Regions from separate parts of the Sus scrofa genome. Here region 1 is linked to region 2. A link is a contact called in public Hi-C data. All regions are on one chromosome and are shown on one strand. The core of a region is the stretch at or near the end of the contact, and the rest is flanking DNA. Distances in the headings are between cores, read along the strand shown. Region 1 holds the start of SLC25A23 (solute carrier family 25 (mitochondrial carrier; phosphate carrier), member 23). Region 2 holds the start of GPR108 (protein GPR108).

Evidence for each region. Hi-C and Micro-C count contacts between places; a contact is called where the count stands out from the background.
Region 1: a Hi-C map of liver shows a contact between it and region 2, with 2.7 times the contacts expected there. The contact joins the promoter of SLC25A23 here to the promoter of GPR108 in region 2. A contact is called at or near these places in 2 of 5 promoter capture datasets (fetal skeletal muscle and liver), 5 of 47 Hi-C or Micro-C datasets (embryonic fibroblasts, heart right ventricle, liver and 1 more) and 2 of 2 datasets of contacts at active chromatin or transcription factors (alveolar macrophages and skeletal muscle).

The regions. Positions count from the first base shown.
Region 1 is chr2:72,621,452-72,627,406 of Sscrofa11.1, reverse strand. SLC25A23 (solute carrier family 25 (mitochondrial carrier; phosphate carrier), member 23) reads right to left here and starts at 1,693. Exons shown (of 10, transcript NM_001246246.1): 1 at 1,538-1,693; 2 at 301-409. The coding sequence starts at 1,693. It overlaps CRB3 (protein crumbs homolog 3), which reads left to right and starts at 4,141. Exons shown (of 5, transcript XM_003123115.4): 1 at 4,141-4,287; 2 at 4,518-4,693; 3 at 5,390-5,463. The coding sequence starts at 4,612.
Region 2 is chr2:72,416,323-72,421,412 of Sscrofa11.1, reverse strand. GPR108 (protein GPR108) reads right to left here and starts at 3,192. Exons shown (of 18, transcript XM_021083982.1): 1 at 3,023-3,192; 2 at 2,145-2,264; 3 at 1,038-1,088; 4 at 760-842. The coding sequence starts at 3,142.

The DNA of each region.
Region 1 (5,955 bases), core at 444-2,943, 210 kb before region 2:
CCCAGAAGCGGTGATAGGATATCTCTATCTCATAGGGAATCCAGGAGCAATATGGGGGGGAATCTCTGTCTCCCCCACAAAAAAATAAGACTAATAAATAAAAGAGGTCCCACCCCAGCAAGAAAAGGAGGTGAGATAGGCCGGCTGGGCCCCGAACTACCTAGCTGGGGGTGAGGAGAGCTCCCAAAATAGCCTGTGAGTCATCAGGAAGAAGCGGCCCTCCCCCCCTCCGCCCAGCGCTGCCAGTTCTAACCCCATTGGCTCCTCCGGGGCCCCCACAGCCCCATCCCTGGGCCTTACCATCCTGATTTCGGTCCAGACTATGGAACAGAAGCAGCAGGCGCTGTTCCCGCTCCTGCAGGTAGAGGATAAACTCCTCCAGGTCAAGGCCTCCATCTGGGGAGATGCCCTGGCAGAGGGGGAAGGGTCAGAAAGAGCTCCAGGAAGCTGCTTCCCCAATCTAGAGGGCACGTGCATGACCAGCTTATGCCCCAGGAACCCAGCTGCCTTGCCTCCCCCACCCCAGCCCTGCACCTAGAGGATTGGGGTGGGGAAATCACCCCCTCCCAAGATGCCCAAGGCCACAGTAGGTCTATGAGGTGGACAGTAATTGTCCAGTTTTCCTGGAGAGCAAAATGAGACTCTCCAAGGTCAAGTAACTTGTTCAAGGTTACAGAGCTGGGAAGAGGGTGGGTGGACTTGGGCTCTCATCTCTGAAAGCCTGTCCTTCCAGCTGTCTCATAAGAATGCATCCACATAGCAGTTCCAGGAGCTCCCCATTGGAGAGAGCTCTGGGTAATGTGGAACAATGACACATCGGCCAAGCTGAGCAGCCACAGGGCCTCTGTTTTTCCCATCTGTAAAGTGGGAAGTTGAATGGAGATCTCAAGATGCTATCTCTGGAGACAGTCCAGTGGCATCCGGGGCTCCAGTTGTGGAGGGGACACCTGAATGCGCTGGGGGTTGAGTTCCTGCTTTGATATGTGTATCCCCAGCTGAGGGGCGACCTCAGAGAGGATTGGGTCCCTGACTAGGACAGCCTGGGGCATCCAGCCAGGACCAGGAAAGGACCAGGAAAGGAATGTAAACATAAAGGCTGGGGCTGCTGCCTAGGAGGACAGTGGGTGCCCAGAGAAGGGAAGGAAGGTGGGGAGAGTGTGTCTACTGGAGGGGGGTGCAGGCCATGTCTTGGGCTGTGCAAAGAGTTCAGAGGAGGGTGTGTCCCGGGCAGTGGGCAGGAAAGCACACGTGGTCCCATTCCCTGGAGGTCATCCCCCACTCCGACGGAGGAGGCGGGCGAGTTTGGCAGCGGAACTGCAGGCCTGGGGCCTCAGTGGCCCTGTCTTGAGCGAGCCCGTTAAGCCCGGATACGGGCGGGCAGGGGGAAGGGACCGAGACACCCAAGCTGGTCACAGGTCCCGGAGTCCAGCCACAGGCGGTCCAGGGCGGCTCCCGGCGCTCCATTCAGGGGCTCGGGTTACCCGGCTCGGAATGGGCCCCAGCGCGGCGAGCCAGGAGAGGGTCCCAGAGGGGGTACCTGTTGGGCGCCACGGTCCGGGTCACCCGCTCCCAGCCGGGCCAGTCCCTGGCGCAACTCGTGGACATCCACGCGACCATCCTTGTTACTGTCCAGCTCCTCAAAGAGGCGACCCCAGCGCTGACGCCGCTCCGCATCGCCCGGGCCCCCCCGCATGGCGCCAGCCCGGGGGGAGGGGAGGCCCGGCAGCGGCGGCCTCAACGGGGGCTTGACGGCTCCCCCTCTCCCCCCCGGGACCCCGCAGGGCCAGCTCCGCGGCCACTGCTACCTCAGCCTCAGCTCTGCCTGCCGGGCTCCCGCACTTGTAGGAGGTGGTGACTGCTTGCTGTCGCCGCCTGCGCCAGAACTTGCGTCTCCTCCCCCGACCTGCATTTGGGGGAGGGGGCTGGGCGCGGAGCTGTTGCGGGGGGCGGGTGTCAGGGATGCTCTGGTGTTAGCACAGTTTAGGGAGCAACAGGGTTCATTCTGGGAAGGGAGGCTAGAGAGATCATTGATTTCAGATCTGGTTTCTGAGTTCCGCTCCTGCATGCCTCAGTTTACCCTCTGCCCAACGGGGCGAGGTAGGGAGATGTCAGGGAGTGGGTTACGTAATCCTTTTCCACTTGACCTCTCTCCTCTACTAATCCTCTTCTGGAACGAACGTTCTCGCTTTTCCTAGACGTACTCAAGAACCAACTCTGCCCCATCTAGCCCTCCGTCGGCCCGCCGGCTCATTTCACATTCCCCACCCGGCCACAGAAGCCGAAGCCTTGCTCTCCCTCTGTGTTTTCATCTCGACCGCGCGCCTCCTTTCTCGGTCCCACTCAGGCCGGGAAACGGAAGATCAACGCGCGGCGCGGCTGCGGAGTCGGTTTCCTATTGGCCAGAGCGCAGAAGCTGCGCCCGCCTGTCCCGCCTTGCCCACCCATCTAGGCGGGGCCTCCCCTCTGACCCTGGGCTGCCTTGGGCCCCACCGCCCCCGACTCGCCCAAAAGTCTTAAAGGGGCCTTGGCCGGACACCAAGCAGTCTGCTTTCTCCCGACTCTCCTGGTGCAGATCTCAGAGTCCTAGGAGTAGCTGGGGATGAAGACCTTATAGCCGAGCGATGGAGGCGGGGCACCGGTCTGTCGCGCTCGCTGCACCTGCCGAATGTCCCTCCCACTAGTTTCGGGCGCAGTTTCTCGATTCACCATTAGGGGGAGGGGCGCCCAGACCTTTTGAAGGCGAATAATTACAACAATAGCTAACACTGATTCAGTGCGTTGCACAAGCCAGGCCTTTTACTCACTTCTCGAGTCGTCTTCGTCAAATCCCTATAAAGTAGGTGGGTCTGTTTTTCCCAGTACACAGATAAAGAAACAGGAGGGTAAGCCAGTCGCCCCAGTCCACATGATCAGTAAGGGGCAAGGCAGAGCTTTAAGCCGACCTGAGATTTTTACCCATCAATACTCTGTATCCTAGAAGGGATTAATTTTTCCTTAACCATCACTCTTCACTCCAGAGTCCCTAGAAGGGGGTCGTCTTATCACCACCCTTCTTTATCCCAAGATATATGGCCAGTGAGGGTACATATGGTTCCACTAAGCTTCTGCCCAGACAGGTGTGCTCAAACAGGTGTGTCCAAGACAAGCCTTTTATAGAGAGTCCCCTCAGAGATGTTTTTATTCACAGGTGGTTCTTGGAAGGTGCCCTACAATCCGGGGGATACTGATATTTTCCCACGAAGATGCCCTAAACAAGTGTTTTCTCACAGGTACATCCCTGACAGGTAGACGTTAATGCACACGCCCCCCCCACCTTGTGCTTCAGTGAGTGTTCCTCATGCAGACATTCTCAGCTCTTCATCTCAGTCGAGCTCAGTTTTACCCAGCTTCCCCTCATGCAAGTCTCTTTCCTTCACCTCACAGGTATGTTTCTCAACAGGTGTTACACCACCCAGGTATGCATTATATGGCCTACCCTACCACTGATGTGTTCTGTTTAAGTATTCACCCATATGGGGCTTTCCATTGATCTGGGTCCCCTGAAGGTGTACTTAAATGCAGGTGTGTCTCATACAGGTGTCTCTAACATCTTTTCACACAGAAATTTCTCATGCAAGTCTTGTTCATTTCATAGGTGAGCCACCCAGAGGTGTTCTCCAAGCAGATGTAACCGGTGCCAAAGTGCCTCAGCCAGGTGTTTGTTATAATGCAAGTGTGTTCTATACAGCTATTTTCCACACAGCTATGCTTCCATTCAGCTATACTCCAAATAGATAGGATTCAAAGCAGAAGTCTCCAATAGACATTCTTACACATCCGTGCAGATGTTTTCTATACACGTTCACTCCCATGCAGGTGTGTCCCACACAGGTGTTTTTTTCATTAGAGGCCCCCTATCCCGGTCTGTCCCAGACAGGAGTGTCTCCAAGTCTCAGGTGTCTCCACATCTGGATGCTTCTACAGAGGTGCCCTCAGTGCAGGTGGTGGGAGGCCTCTTTTGCACCTGCGCCCTTCCGCCCCTAGTTACTCCCTCCGAATAATAGGATTGGGTTCCCGTTACAGGTGCGTCCGTGGCGCGGCCCCGCCCCTGCTTGGCTCCGCCCTCTCATCTAGGCTCAGGTGCATAAGCCGGAAGTGCGCTCCCCTCCCAGGTAAGTGACTAAACTTTCCGGGTCACGTGAGCGGGCGGAGCTGGAAGAGTCCGACCGAGCACTGACCGACGCACTGAGGGTTCGAGAGAGGGACCGGGACCAGGAACTTGAGTGAGGTTGAAGACGCTCGGGCCAGGTAGGGAGGCAAGTCGCTAGGCTTGGCCTGCCGCCCTTTCCCCCTTTCCTCTCCCCTTTTCCCAGCCCCTGGAACGCGCCGCCGCGAGTTAATCTTTAATCTCTGACCTCTGGCGACGGGGGCGGGGCGGGGCTCCCGGGTGCACGGCGCGGGTCGCCCCTCCCATGGGCCTGCGCCCGGGTCTGGCCCCCTCCCCCACGCCCCGGCCTTTCTCCTTCTTTTGCTCCCAGGTGAGGGGTCGAAGGTATCCCCGGCCGGAGATGCGGTAGGAGTGGTGTGCGCGACAAGCCCCGTCCCTGGTGCCACCAGCTCGTTGCCCGGCCCATGGCGAGCCCCGGTCTGGGGCTGCTCCTGGCGCTCGGCCTGCCGCTGCTGCTGGCCCGCTGGGGCCGGGTCTGGGGGCAAAGTAGGTACCAGCTGGGGTTGCTGGGCTCTGGGGTTAGAAGCGCTGGGTTCCTGGGTCCCTGAGATGTCAGGAACCCAGGAGCTGACACAGAATGCCTTGGGGGGCAGGATTCTACAGGGTCAGGGCTGAGGGGTTAGAATTTCTGAGTTCTTCCTTGGATGGTTAGAGCTGGCCTAGGAGAATTCCTGAGTTGGGCGGAATGGTGAGCTGGGGGAAGAGGCCTGCATGCCTGAGTCTCAGTATGGTTGAAGAGTTTGGGGGACTTGGGAGTCAGGAGGAGGCCTGCCTGGGGCTCCAAGCCCAGGTTGACCATAGGTGTGGACCCTGCCTTTCAGTGAGCCCTCTAGTCCAGTTTCGGGAGCCTTGGGGGAGGTGTGAGTCAGACACTCCAGGGAAAGGCAGGATCCGCCCAGATCCTTAAGGGCAGAGGGAGGGCCGGAGAGGTGGGGTTGGGCTTCCGGACACCATCCATTACAATAGCCCCCAACTCCATGCTAACTGCAAACTTGTTAGCTGATTACTTACTGCTGGTTTGGGGGTGGCCCCTGTGTGGAGGGTACTGACCTAATGGAAGACGCAGAAGTGCAGAGGTCTGATGAGGGGATGCCCAAGGAAGATGCAGACGTCTCAAGATGGAAAGGGTAGATGGAGATTCATTCATCTTCTCTACCCTTTCTCCTCCCTCCCTTCCCACAGCATCAGTCTCCCCTGCAAATGCAAGCAGCTCCTTTACACCCTCCGCCGCCGGCTCTGGCTCCAGTGGGGGCCTGGTGAGTTGGGGTGTACGTGCAGAAGGGCGGCAGGGATGTGTTATTCAGGAGTCCCTCTCTAGCAGGTGGAGGGGCCTAGACTCCCGGAGGTAGCTGGTTAAGTTTTTGTGGAGGAGGGCATTGGAGGACCCTAAGTGGGAGAGACCAGATTCCAGCATGGCAAATGGAGAGGCCAAGAATCCCAGGAAGGGGTGGACAGGAATACCGTACACGGGGACTTCCCACTCTGGCATAGCGGGTTAAGGATCCAACTGCAGCAGCTTGGGTCACTGCTGAGGCCTGGGTTCAATCCCTGGCCCAGTGCAGTGGGTTAAGGATTGGATGTTGCTGCAGCTGTGGCTTGTATTGGATCCCTAGCCCAGGAATTTCAATGTACCTCGGGTGCAGCCATTAAAAAAAAGAGAGAATATCATACATAGCAAGAGTGGGGAGTCAGGAGCCTCATATGCCTCTCATGCAGGGGGTAGGGGGGAGCTAGGAACTAGATGTGGC
Region 2 (5,090 bases), core at 1,943-4,442:
TGCTGCCTGCACTGGGGACTGTCACTTCTTGTGACACTGTTCACTCATTCTACTGAGGTATACTCTCTCAGAGAGGACACTGTATATACATAGAGAGAGGCAACAGGGTATCTTTGGACCTTGGTGCCAGGCTGTCTGGGTTCAAATCCCAATTTTCAGGCCTCAGTTTTTTTGCTTTTTTCCTTTGTAGGGTCGCACCCGCGGCATGTGGAGGTTCCCAGGCTAGGGGTCTAATCGGAGCTGTAGCCACCGGCCTACGCCACAGCCACAGCAACGCCAGATCCAAGCCACATCTTCAACCTATACCACAGCTCATGGCAACGCCAGATTCTTAACCCACTGATTGAGGCCAGGGATCGAACTGGCATCCTCATGGATCCTAGTCAGACCCAGTGGGAACTCTCAGGTTTTCCATCTTTAGAATCGGGATAATAACAGGATAAGGAATCAATGAGTGAACACCTGGCAAGCCCAAAGGATGCTGCTGCCTGGTCCACAGGTATAAACAACTGGTACTCATTCTCAGGCCACCCCTCTGCAGCAGGTCTTCTGCCCCAATACTCCCAGGGTCCCCCCAGCACCCCCCCCCCTTAATCAGAAGGCTTGAAGGCAAAATGAAAAAGTGAGTGGCTTTCTTCACAAGGGAGTCACCGTTCCTTCTGGCTGGCTCTCAGTCCACCTGCTCAGCTCATGTGGGTATCGTGACCAGGGAAATACAAATGGTGGACTTGTGGGGGAGCCACCAGCCCCCCAACTCACTGCAGATCCTTGGTGTTGATGAGGAAGAGAACCAGGAGGTTGCTGCTGTTTCTATGGAGAGGGCAGTCGTGGGAGTGCTGGCTCTGGACAGTGGGTAGCAGGGAGCCTTGGTTACCGCCTCCCAATGGGCCCGCTTTACCCTGCCTCCCTCCCCCATCCCCATCTCCCTGCTTCCCCCTCTGGCAAAGAACAGGGGTCTCTGGGTTCCAGATGTGGACAGACAACTCTCCCCTCCCACCGCCCCTGCCCCTTTTCATTCCCTCCCCGCCTCCACTCACTGAGTAGGAGCGAACACTGCCAGATCGAACTCGGGTCAGACTGAACCCCACCTGGCGGGTGGCAAGAAAAGGGGACACGATGTGAGGGAGGCCAGCAGGGACCTCCAAGTCACCTCTAGCAGTGGCAACAGAAATGTAACCTTGGATTTCCTGAACAGCTTAAGTTCATCCACTTACTGGCTTTTCCCATTTATCACCCCCACCCCCAACCCCCCAACCCTTTCCCCTTAACTCCTGGCGATCTGTGCCACCCAAACGGGATGTCACTTCCTCAGGGAGACCTGCGCTGGCCCTCTGGACCTAGCTCGCCCTCTGTCCCACTATTTAAATTGCTGAGGTAAAAAATAAATTAAATAGAATGTTTGTGGTATCCTGCCTTGGGCTCTGGAGTCCAGCACACAGGGATTTACAACCAGGCTCTGGGACTCTAAGCAAGCCACATACCTCTGGGTCTGTGTAAACACCTGTAAAACTGAGTTGGCAGGTGTAATCTTCTCACAGCATCCCCGAGAGGCAGCTGTGTAGGAACCAACCCATGGAAATTGATCTGCATGGTACCTGGTTCACAGCGGGTACAATAAACACTAACTACTCTCTCTCTCTTATTTTAGGGCTGCACCCACAGCATATAGGGGTCAAATTGGAGCTGCAGCTGCTGGTCTACACCACAGCCACAGCCATGCCAGAGACGAGCTGTGTCTGTGACCTACACCATAGCATGCAGTAATGACAGATCCTTAACCCACTGAGTGAGGCCAGGGATCGAACCCAAATCCTTGTGGATACTAGCTAGATTCGAAACGTGCTGAGCCACAATAGGAACTCTTAGCTACTCATTTGATTCAAGGAACTGGGCTGTCTTGTTCACTGGCATGCTCCCCTCCCCACCCCTCTCCGGCTCAGTGCCTAGCACATATTGCAGGAAATATTATTATTCCCATGTTATAGATGAGGAAAGAGAGGCCAAGGGACTTGCCCAAGATCACACGGGTGAGAGGCATAGCTAGGATGGGAATCCAGAGCTGGGGGGGGGGGGTTGTGGGGGAGAAGCCCAGAAACTTCTGCACCTCTCCCTCCTCCAGTACCGCACTCCTCAAAGCCCCTCACCAGCGGAGCTTTCTCTTCTGTCTCCTGGAGGCCCAGCCGCAGGAGGCTCAGGTCTACCTCCAGAGAGCCGTTGGTGTAGAAGCCAAAGCTGTTCAGCTGGATGTCGGCTCGCTTCTCCCCCTGCCGGCGATGAAGGAGACAGAAGCAGCTGAGACTTCCCACTAGCCCAGCCCCAGAGTTGTGGCACGAGGTTTCCCCAAGGGCTGTGGTCACCTCCTGGTATGCCTAGATTTAGGACGGGTCCAAAGGGTGACAGAAGAGGCTGAGAGGGCCACCCCTGGAGGCTGTGACCCCAATCTCAGGAAGGGACAGAGTGGCCCCGGATCCTCTGGCCACTTTTCAGAGTCTAGGAAGAGAAAGTCTGGGACCCCTGGAAGTCCCTCCACTGGATGAGTACCACCCGGAGAGCAGAGTTACGAATCTTGGAGTGCCTGGCCCTCACCTCCCAGAAAATTTTTTGATTCCAGCTGAGCCCCTAGAGTGCAGAGATTTCAACTGAGCCTCCAAGATCTCGATAAGTACTCAGAGGACTCCAGTCTAGAACCCCCAGGGACTTCCCTGGGCGGTGTTAAGGGCCCCTGGCGCCCCCAAATGGATCCCCAGAATTTACAGGGCTCTGAGTCCTGGGTCCCCGGAGATGAAGCCCCGCCCCAAGCCGTGGGCGGGGCACGACCCCCTCACAGCCGGCCAGGCAACTCCAAAGGGAGGATTGAGGGGGATCCTCGGACGAGGCCACTTCGGGCCTGGACGCGGGGGGCGCCGGACCGCTCCATCCCGTGTAAGGAGCGGGGGAGGTAGGACGAGACCACTCCAAGCCAGGGGCTTCTCCAGGCTAAAGCTGCGTCCCCCACTCAAGACTGCTGCGCGGCAGGACTCACCGTCAGCGTCAGCCGGTGGATGCGCCCAGAGCAGCCTCCTAACAGCAGCAGCAGAAAGAGCCGCTGGCCCCACTCCGCGGGTCTCCCGCGGGCGAGCCCCCTCCTCTCGCTCACTGCCATCTCTGGAGCCACCGCCTCCCCTGATACCGCCTCTGACGCCTCCAGGCCCGCCTACCGGTGAACCAATCGCCGTACGGTGGGGGCCGACTCTTTGGCATTTTCGGCCCGCTCAACCAATCATCGATCTTCTCCTCTCGAGGCCGCCCCCTTTACGACACCAAATGGACAGCACCGGTTCCGAATGGGAATGCTGATGTCAGTTAATCCCGCCTCCACTCTCACCAATCACTAGAAGGATTGTCCCTGATGTAATTTGATAAACAGACCCTCCAACCAATTGTGATGGATCTGATATCCGGCCCCCAAAGGGGAATTCCTCCATCCACCCTTAACTGACTGACCAGTTCAGAACTACATTACCCAAAACGGAGGGGTAGCAGACGGCTCATTGGGAGCCTTCAATAAACTACATTTCCCAGTATCCCTAAGGACGGACTTCCCCTTTGTACCCCAGGGATGTGGCTCCCAGCCAAAGTTCAGGCTTTTGGTAAACACATGCATTTGCTGAAGCCTATCTTCTCTCCTAATCTTCCTGATCCACGGAGAGGCCAAAACCTAGCCCCAAGCTAAATCTTGACCCTTGGGTGACCTATGATCCCAGGCTGAATTCCCAGCCTTAGGTGGACGCTTCTATCCTGGAGTGAGGCAACTGGAGGCTCACCCCCAGGTTCCAGGCTAGTCTTGTCTCAGGCTGAGCCCTGACCTCAGCCTGAAACCCTGACTCCCCCACCCGTTTTTACCCTCAACCTATACCTGGTTGAGCTTCCACCTGGACTGAGCTCTGACCTCAGATTAGGACTAACCCCTGACTTCAGATAAGGACTGATCCCTGGACCTCAGTCTGAATCTGAGGCCTTCATTTGGGTGGCTGACCCTTCTGCTAAGGCTCTGATCCCAGACCCTATCCCAACTGTGATGAGGACTTGAGATCAATCCCAATTTCAGTTAGAGGTTGAGACCCTACTCTCAGGCTGAGCAACTGAGTCCCAGATCCCAGGCCGAGGTCCTGACTGAGTTCCTGATCCTTTAACCTCTGGAACACAGGTCCACTTTACAATTTCAGGTTTTCTAACTCACAAGCCACCAGCAGGTGGGGCCAGGTCCCCGTAGAGCCATCTGTCCCAGTGTGGGCTCCTGGAGCTATCCTCCTGGGCTTCCCACCTGTGTACAGGGAGCCTGCGGACTCAGAGCCTAACCTGCCCTGGGGGCTCGGGGCCCCCAGCCCCAGCAGGGCGGCTGTCACCTCTGTAGCCAAAGAGAAAGCACCTAAAGCAGGAGAGGATGAAAGAGGTTGCTGCAGAGATTTCTCCCCTTTTATCCCAGTGCCTCAAAGGAATTAACAAGGTGTGAACAGACTTTTATGAGAGGCGACGGACTTCCAAGCCCCAGGGCAAGGGGGTTGGAGGGGAGAAAGGAGACATTGTCGGAATCCTAGGATTTGGAGACTTTTAAACCTGATTGGGCCTTAATGCATGCGACTGGAAAATGGGCAGGTGCAAGTACGAACCGAACCGGACAGCAGATGGGGAAAGGCTTGGGCCCAGCGCCCCAAGGACAACCCGTCCTCAGTTTCCCGGCGCAGACTTTGGAGAGAGAGGCAGGATGCGGTGGGGGCGCTAATGGACCCGGTCTTGGCCGAGGCACATCCTAGGCAGGATCGAAATCCTCCCATCCGCTCTGCGGCCGGAGGGACTAGGCCATTAGTGGGACAAGCATAGCCGTCTGGAGCCGGGCCGGCCCGCAAGAGCCGGGTGACCTCAAGTTCTCCCTGCGACGGGGTCGAGGAAGGACCTCGTGAGTTGGGATTTTAGTGTCTTGGCCCTTTAAGGAATAGTTGAAAGAAAAGAGGAAAGGAAAAACAGACTAGGGCGGGGGCAAGGGTTGGGAGGACAAGAGGGTCCCAGGGGATTTGGAAAATGGGTGGGGGTCCTTTAAAGGGGTCGGTCCA